2 separate regions of the Mus musculus genome follow, and region 2 is linked to region 1. The links are chromatin contacts, called in public Hi-C maps. All regions are on one chromosome and are shown on one strand. The core of a region is the stretch at or near the end of the contact, and the rest is flanking DNA. Distances in the headings are between cores, read along the strand shown.

Region 1 (4,370 bases), core at 379-2,878:
CTGGAGGTCAGTTCCCCACACTGGGCAGTGCACCACAGCCTGGAACTCCAGCTTCGGGAGATGCAGCACCTCTGGTCATTTGGGAACCTGCACTCACTCACATATACCCACATGCAAGCACACACACAATCTAAGATAATAATACATCTTTAATAACTAACACCAGGGAATAGAGGACTGATGTTCCAAATTAGAGACACTAATGACAGAAAATCACACGTCCTCACACAATAGGGTCAGCGCTTTGGGGGGTGGGGTAATTCAAAAGCCTCCTGTTCCCTTCCTTCTCTATGTTTGTGACTTCTGACTGACTAGAGTCTTTATGTGGTGTGCTTCAAGTCCTCAGATATAAACCGGTTAGGTAGTGGTAATGGATACAGTAGCAAATACCACGTACAGCTACAGTTTCTCCGTGCTTTGTATTTTTCAGATGAATGGAAACTCATTTGAGGAAGGTATTGCCCGGTGTTCGCTAATTTTTGCGAGTTCATTTGTGGAGCACATTAGGTTGTGTGAGCAGCCCTCTGGCTCATCCTAGTTAGAAAAACCAAGCACAAGCTATTGAATTGCCTAGAACAACCCCCAAAGGGCTTATTTGTGTGTATTGTGGCCAGATGCAAGCATGTGAACTACGTGAGGACCAGCAAATGAATCAGTTCCTGGAAAAAAAAAAAAAAGTGGCAGAGACCCACTCAGGAACAAGCACGCAGCAGGCGTCCACCTCTTCGAGCAGCAACACTAGAAACACCGCTCCATAGTCCTATCCTAAAGGATCCAAGAAATTCAGGGCCTAAAAAAACGATGTGCATGCAACCCTTCACCAACCACAGTACTGTGTGTGCAGGGTGGAAGGCGCAAAGGCCAGGAGGAGCTGTGCAGCCACTAGGAACTTGTTTGAAGACTGCGCTGCGCCGGATCATCCAGCTCCTATCCAGGCCCACCGCAGCCCCGGCCCCCAGCCCGTTCCGCTCCCTCAGCTTGGAACTCCGGGCCACGTTTTCGCGCTTGCTCTCCCACCCCCCTCCGCCAACACCGGGTTACTGCTCCCCCGCCAGGAGTAAACAAGCAGCCGGAGCCCGCAGCCAGTAAGCCGGGCCCCTGAGCCCAGTTTCCTGCGCCAGCCCTAGCAACAGGCCCCGCCCCCACGACAGGCCCCGCCCGCATGCCTTCTTCCACTCCCACCCCTCCGTTCCTTCTCTCGCCGGGTCCCGGAGCGCTAGAGGCCCGGAGCCTTCAGCCAGCCTCCTCCCAAGGGACCGCCCCGCCCACGCGGCCCCGCCCACGTGACTCGCGCTATGGGCCGGAGAGAAAAATAAGCTGGGGGCGTGGCCAGATCCCGTCCCGCCCCGCCCCGAGGCCTGCGCGGCCTGGCTCTGCTCCAGCCCGCGAGCCGGGCTGGGCTTCGTGGCGGCGTGTATGCCGCTTCTGTTTCTGCAGGCGCAACGCGCTTTGCTCCATCTTCCCTATAGCCTCTGCTCGGCTGAACCTCTTAAAGTCGCTGCCTGAGCCCCAGAATCGGCCTTTCGGTCCTTAAACGTATACATTCCGGCGGCGTAAACGCGCACCCCTGCGCGGTCAGGGTGGCGCTGGTCGCCCTTTCCTAGAAGGTGAGCGAACTTGAGGTTCAGGACTGAAGAGATCCACTGTCAGACTCCACCTCCTGTTGCTTCTGTCTGGTCTCTTACTGGTCAGTGTCAAATGACTGACCACTCCAAACCTGCAGCCCAGTCTCAGCCCCCGCCTCATCCGGGGACAGCACAACTGCTATAATGGAGCTAGGCATAGCTGGCAAAGAGAGGTGGGAGGCCTTCCCAGCAGTACTTTCTTGTGCCTGTGACAAGAGGAAGGATTGTTCAGGCCAGAATTCCGCAGCCCCTTTCTTCACCTACTTGTTATCTTAGGCAAATCTTTGCTGGATTCCAGAGATAACTTATAACCCGGAGGAGGAGCGACAGTAACTACCTAACAGAGATGATGCACAGAGTAACACCAGTAGATAAGGTGTTCAGAATAGGGATTGGCATCCAAGCTAATAAAAAAAAAAAAAAATCACTCAGGACTGGTCACACACTGTTGTCTTTTTAACGTGCTCCCTGCTAGTACCTGCAGCAGCCTGACAAGGCTTTAGGGGCCTGAAGTCAAGGTTTTTTGGGGGGAAGGATGGAGGAACAAACAGGGGATCTCTTTACAGGCTAAGGCAAATGCATCTTATGGCTAGTAACCCTTGAAATCTTGTGGGATTCAACCCAGACCTTGTTCCTGTTATTGTAGCCGTCCACCACTGAGCTACACCCCCATTCTTCTTTGTACAGATTAGTTTGAGAACTTGTGACTCTCTTTCCCAAACAGCTGAGCTTACAGACTTGAACTACCTGATCCAGCACCGAACACGTTTCTAAGTGGAAGGAATGTGCAGTGAACGATCTGTGGTGCCAAGGAAAGAGGTGTGGATGGTGGGGTCTGGAACAGGACGAAGATGGGAGTCTGAGAAAGAAGCTGGCCATAGACCCAGACAGGACAGGGAGACACTACAAGACCCTGGTCTTTTATTCTGACCCCTCATTCCATAAATTACACAAGTGATAGTGTGCTCAAGTTTCTTCAGATGGAGCCTTTTTGCTCTCTCTCCTTTATCAGGTCTCTCTATTAGCCTCAACTCCATCCTGTGGGTACTGGTGGTTAACAAATGTTTCAATGTGTGTTAAATGAAAACTTATATACATTACCCTCTGGGCCCATAACTTTATCTCCCTTCCTTCTTCCCTCCCTCCCTTCCTCCCTTCCTCCCTTCCTCCCTTCCTCCCTTCCTCCCTTCCTTCCTTCCTTCCTTCCTTCTTTCCTTCTTTTTTTATTTTATGAGGCAGAATTTCTCTGTACCCATACACCCATGCAGTCTCTCACACGTACACATAGAACAGAGATAAATCTTAAACATATTTAAAGGAATTTTTGCTTCCTTATGCAACTCCAGAATTATAGGAAGCCAAGAGAGGTATTACCTGGGGTATACAGCCAGTGAGACTTAGAACCAAGTTTCTGCTTCCCAGCTGACTGTTAGGGCCATCATGCAGGAGTTGGAAGGGAAAATAGTACAAAGGGTGGGAGCTGGAGCTGGGGAGAGTTCGGTGGGTAAGAGTGCACAAGCATGAGCACTGAGTTCAAATCCCAGTGTCTGCCTGTGTGAACACTTGTAAAACAGTACTTTGTTGGGGCATAGGATCACTGGGGCTTACTGACCTAGCTCCAGGTACATTAAAAAAATCCTGTCTCAAGGAAATAAGGCCAAGAGTCATAAAACAGGATATCCAATGTCCTGGTCTCTCACGCATGGCCACACACACATACATTTTCTCAATCTCTCTCTCTCTCTCTCTCTCTCTCTCTCTCTCTCTCTCTCTCTCACACACACACACACACACACACACACACACACACACACACTCACACTACACGGGACTTGCAAGAGCCAAGAGAACTTCATTCAGATATCAGGGACACTCACTACAAGAGAGGACCTGAGTGGTGGTCCTGGCTCAGTAAGATTTGGACCCCAGGGAAAGAGAAGTTGTGAGAGAGGAAGCGGCGTCTTACTAAGGCTGCAATGGGCGTTTATAGGGGCGAACAAGGAAACCAGTTGGCTTAGAAGAGAGGTTTGTGTTGAGTCTCGGTATGACAAGGTGTTGGAGGGTTGATGAGGCCAGATTTAGAGAAATTCTAACTTATGGGATAAATTTTGACCTTTGTCTATGGGTAATAAAGACAAAAAAACAACAACAACAACAACCCTGAAATCAGTGAACAGGGTGCTGAAGCAAGACTGGGTACCGGGCAGAGATCTGCCAGCTCGGTCTGATTTGCATCTTTTGCAGACAGTTGCTTGCTGTATAGTCATCTCCCACTCACAGGAGACGCTACCAACTAGTTTTCATCTATTTCATTTCCAAATGAACATGATATTGTCAGGGAGCAGAGAAGCTCCGGAGAGGGTGTTCAAGAGAAGCAGTATGCCTGCTGAAGACTAGATACTTTCATTGGGATATCTCATTTAACCCTCACCTTCTGTCGGGGTGTGCTACTTCCTCATTGACGCCCATAAAGTTAGACTCTTGCCAGCCTAGTGACTTTTATTAATAATCATTTTCATTTTAAAAAAATATTTATTTTAGTGTATGTGCCTGAGTGTATGTTTGTGCACCACATACACATAGGAACCTGAAGAGGTCAGGAGAGGTTGTCACATCCCCAGAACTGACAAATGGTTACTAATGGTTGTGAACCACCATGAGGGTGCTAGGAACTAAATTCAGGTCCTCTTTGAGAGCAGCAAATGCTCTTAACTACCCAGTGGTCTGTTTAGCCAGCCTATCATT
Region 2 (4,866 bases), core at 388-2,887, 1.5 Mb before region 1:
TTATGACTTTAGCATAGGAGTGATTGGTACATGCTTCAGGTGGGTACTTACATGAAAATCAGTTTAATTTGGGTGAAATAAACCTAAAAAAAAAAAAAAACTCAATCACTCTAGCCATGTCATAGGGCTCCCCAGCCACATGGGGTGAGAGGTGACTTGGTTGGGGGCACAGCAGGTGCAGCATGTCTCCCTTGCTGCAAGATCTCTGTTGGCAAAGTGTCGCTCCCTGATTAGAAAGGGAGTGGGAGACAGACTCTCACTCCAGGAGAGGTTTGCTCTCAGACATGGACACACTCTGTCAGGGTTGCTTTATGAAGTGTTGCTGTGGGGCCAGTTTGCTAAGACTGAAGGTCAGAGGCAACAACTCCTGCAGTGGCTCTGCTGTCTTGCATGCAAACGTAGGCCAGACTCTGGTAATTCTGTAATTCTGATGAATAGTGAAGATTTAAGAATGTTGGGCCAGTGGGGGATTTCGCCATCTGTTTTTGTCCATTGTGCCCTGAATGTATTGATAGATATACTCACTGTGCATCTAGACCTCCACAGGCCTATGAGGTGAACGTTATCCTTCCAGTGGGGAGAAACACTAAGCACTGTTTCATTTAAACGTTGGTATCCATCTGTGCTGGTTCTCATGACCGGAAGTCCAAGGCTGCCCGGAGAAACTGGTTTTAGTTGGGGGCAGGGAGAAATAAGACAAGAAAGGGATGGATTTGGGGGATAAGGGAAAGTGTTTTGGAGTGGGGGGTCAAGGATAGAAATCAGTGAAGACAGAGATGTCAGGTAGATCAGCCAAACCTTGCTCCCATACAAGGCAGAGCCTGAGTTCTCCAAATCAAGTGCTTTATCATGAAGACAACAGGCTTGCTGAACTAAGGGGTTCTTGGATTTGAATATTTCTCTTGCTCCAGCAAGAAGCTGTGCTTTATTTGAGGCCTCTTTGGGCTTCACTTTCTCCATCTATATGATAGGATGGGAAGCCCTGGTAGGGCTTGGGGAAAGATGAAAGATTTGTATTGTTTTTTTTTTTTTTTTTTTTGGTATTGAATTTGAACTTTGTTGGGGGTCAAATTCAGGACGTTGCATTTTGGGAGCCAACTCTCCCACTGAGCCAGACCTGCACATGGATTATGTGTTCAAGGTCTCAGCACCATGACTGACGGTGTCAGTCTGTTCTCCATAGATGCTGGTTCCTACCTTATTAGCTGCACAGTGACATTGCATCCGATTGGATTGATATTGAAAGCCAGAGAAGCGGAAAGCTAGCAGTGATGTTTAGCCCTCTTTTGTAGAATGAAAGAGCAGGCCACACTGCACTTTGGAGAGGAGAGGAAGTTCTCAGTAGGGGTGAAAGCTTCCTGCTAGCTCAGTTTCTTGGTTTCCACTTTCAGAAATAGAAGGTTTGGTCCTGTGGCTCAGTGCACAGAGGAAAATAATCTTGCTGAACTCAGCTGTGGAAGATTCAGGCCCTGAGGGTGGAGGCAGGGTCAGATAATTGGTGGGCAGACTGGCTCATATCACTGGGACTTAAAAGCCCTCTCCCAGTGTGAAACCCCAATGCTCCAGGATAAAGGAGTGAACTATGTGCATACTCTTCATTGGCCACCAGGGGGAAGACCTGAGACAGGAAGGCCAGCTAGGTCTGGGTGTCTCCATCAGGGACAGAGACCTCAAGGACATTCTGTATTCACACATACCAGGGTGCAGTGTGTGTAATCCTGAGATCCTTTGGGTGGTGTCTGTGCCAACTGGAGGCTGGAAGAGAAAGCTCGATTCTGTTTGCTTCTGTGGAATACCCTGATTTCCTTTGTGTCCCAATACCCGTCTTGGCCTCATGTAGTCAGGGGATCTTCAGGACCCTTTCAGAGCCCAAAGGGGGCGGGTAGTTCATATGGCCCAGTTCTGGTAAAAGTAGTCTATGACTGTTCTGATGATCCTCACTGAGCCACACCCAAAAGATGCACCCATGGAAGGTGGTAGCTGGTCTGGTCTCATGTATGTCTGCTTAGCTGTCCTTTGGCAATCTGGGCCCTTTGGGGTTTCATAGTCAGAAAAGCAGTCATCCTTGCCTGCACCCATCTGCAGCCCAGCACCCTGGTCAGAGCCTTTTGGTTTTGGCAACCCAGGATCCCTGCTCCTTCTCTTGGCCGCTGTGTCATCCTAACCTCTGCAGACCACATCGGACGGAGGCTGCAGCTCTGGGTAACTGGCCGCAATGGCTCAGGGGGGTGTTGCGGTTTTCTTCTTGGCCACATCTAGATTCCGATCTTCCCGTCAGCATTTTGTTTCCGAGTGTCCCTTCCCTGTGATATTCTCAATGTTGGGCTTCCGCAGCGCCTCAGAAGCAGAAATGGTCACTTCAGCTTTCCACATGGAAGGAAAATGAAACTAAGAACCTTGGAGGGCTGGGTCTGGACAGATACTGTATTGGGCAAACTACTGAGGAACTGAGAGCAGCTAGCTAGTCACCCTGGAGCATCAGATTGACAGCCTTCAGCTCACCACCCCACTTCCTGGCATAAGCACCTTATAAAGCCAGGGTGGGTGTTATCTCTACTCCATTCATCTCCACAAGCCATCTTTTCAAAACATAAAGCTCTCCTGCTGCACTCTTTACAAGGGTGAGCTGTCAGCAAGACTCTGTCACAAGTTCTTAGCACTGTGAGTACAAAGAAAGAAAGAAAGAAAGAAAGAAAGAAAGAAAGAAAGAAAGAAAGAAAGAAAGAAAGAAAAGAGATCTACCCTCCCGCCAGGCTCGGGGCTGAGTTGCACCACACAGTATAGGAGGCACATAGGACAAAGGTATGGATTAGGGAGGAAGGATGAAGAATGATGGAGAGGAAGGAACAACTTCAGAGGATGAGGGCGTGCCTACACAAGAGATGCTTGCCCAGCAAGCACAAGGCCCTGAGTTAGAGCCTTTCTCTGTCCAATCTACTCAAAATATAACTTTAGAAAATATAGTCATGGGGATATTTTCCTAGGGGCTCCTTGTATGATTCTGAGGTTCATTTCAAGATTAATGAGGCTCCTAGCAGTTAGGAGAAACAACATAAACTGTAGGCAGCTTTGTTCCTTGTCCCCTCTTCTCACAAGAACAAGCTTTGCGAACAAAATTCCACTGAAGTTCCAAGGACCAGGGGGTGGGGGTAGGGAGCTGTGTGGCTGGAACCAAGACCCACCACAGTGACTGTGCCCAAAATAAACTGAGTCTGGTGTGGTTTTTGGCATGGTGGTGATGTGGAAAAGCCTTTTGTTTTTTTCCCCGTAACAACGAAGCGACAAAGCCTATTTATTTATGTACCAATCATTAACACGTACTATGAGATCAGGCTGCATGCTGCACAGCATCTATTTTATCTGAACAAAACAAAACAAAACACAAAAAAAATCCCAACCAAACAAAAACCAGAAGTGAAAGGAAAGAAAGCACAATGTGCTTTTCTACTTCTTTATTTTGAGATACGGTCATGGAAAGCTGGACAGACCAGCAGTGAATCTTGTGTTTCTCCTGCCTCGGCGTCCTGAGTAGCTGCAGGTACAAGCCTATGCCAACAGGCCCAGCTAAAGGCCACTGGGCTCTGAGCACGTAGGCAAACACTACTATTGGGAGGTGTCTTTTTCTTCTCTGCAAGAAGAGGTTTGCTTTGAAGCTCTGTATATCTGCTGAGCATGGGGACTGTCTGGGAGTCCAGGGGGCGGCTGAAGTCAGTCTCAACTCCCCCTTCAGTTTATTCCCCAAGACTGCGCCAGATGCTTGGGGTGTTACTACCATAAGGACTGTCTCACAGGGACACCAATGCTTGCCCTTTCCTGGTTGGTGTTGGGTGAGGAATTGTAGGGAGGTGGGCTCTGGAAGAGACTGTGAATGCAGAATAGATAGATTCATCCTTGTTGTCAAGCATTTAACTTTTAAACACCCAGAAGTCTTGGAGACTGGCACCAATATCCTATTCCCAGATAATGATTTCCTAGGAATTTTCCATTGAGTGTCTTTACAGAGAGTTAACAGTTACAGTTCATGGTAACCGATCGGTCAGTCTAGATGCTTCTTTCTCATCCCTTTTTATGTTCCTGCACTGAATTGAGCAGAAAGTTCACTAAGATATGCAACTACAAGTATTTTCCTTCATTAATTAAAGTTTGTTTTTTTTTTTCCTGGGCCTTCTATGTGCCAAATACTCTCTTAAGCTCCAGCCAGAGCAGATAAATCAGTTTTAACCTTCTGTCTCTGGACATTTATGGGCAGAAATGTCAATTATCATGGGTTAAGAACCTTGCGTGTCTGGCTATAGGGAGGAGCTTGACACTAATGAGATGGATAGATAGAACCAAACAAAATATTTCACAGCAAATTGGTAAATAACAAGATGAATCTAAATCCATTAAGATCAAGTGCAGGAAAGTGCAACAAAAACAAACAATGTAACTAGAGGCTATTTTGTTTAAATTAATGTGAATCTCATTAACCTTGCCTAACAAGTAGTTATTTCCCCTGTGATTTAATAGGGCCCTCCTCCTGCTGACTGCTAGCTGAACCTTACAGTGGGCTTTCCTGGAAAGTTTTGCTTTATTTTCATCGATCCACCTATCTTTCTATCTTCTATCCATCTATCTATCTATCTATCTATCTATCTATCTATCTATCTATCTATCTATCTACCTACCTACCTACCTACCTACCTATAATACTGTCTAGGTGGATCTTGATCCAATCTATGCATGTATGTATGTATGTATGTATGTATGTATGTATGTATCCATGCATTCATCCATCCTTCCATCATCTATCTACCTACCAACCTACCTATGATACTGTCTAGGTGGATCTTGATCCAATCTCTGTATGTATGTATGTATGTATGT

Evidence for each region. A called contact is a pair of places that touch in the nucleus more often than the background predicts.
Region 2: a contact with region 1 is called in a Hi-C map of CD8 T cells, with 4 times the contacts expected there. The contact joins two enhancer-like sites. A contact is called at or near these places in 1 of 39 promoter capture datasets (pre-B cells), 2 of 484 Hi-C or Micro-C datasets (B cells and CD8 T cells), 2 of 115 datasets of contacts at active chromatin or transcription factors (large pre-B cells and pro-B cells) and 1 of 9 other capture datasets (adipose tissue).

Annotation. Positions count from the first base shown.
Region 1 is chr14:65,340,684-65,345,053 of GRCm38.p6, reverse strand. No RefSeq gene overlaps it. Among named protein-coding and RNA genes, the nearest start is that of Zfp395, 16 kb to the left of the region's middle. Within about 2 kb of position 1,628, at least 394 of the 459 cell types and tissues checked have an H3K27ac peak or open chromatin away from gene starts, as enhancers often do. A contact at or near this core is called in CD8 T cells, adipose tissue and pro-B cells, where this site is marked.
Region 2 is chr14:66,870,297-66,875,162 of GRCm38.p6, reverse strand. All of the region lies in intron 1 of Dpysl2 (dihydropyrimidinase-like 2), which reads left to right. Gm5464 (predicted gene 5464) reads right to left here. Exons shown (of 1, transcript NR_157372.1): 1 at 4,158-4,866. Among named protein-coding and RNA genes, the nearest start is that of Gm5464, 3.9 kb to the right of the region's middle. Within about 2 kb of position 1,637, at least 55 of the 459 cell types and tissues checked have an H3K27ac peak or open chromatin away from gene starts, as enhancers often do. A contact at or near this core is called in CD8 T cells, adipose tissue and pro-B cells, where this site is marked.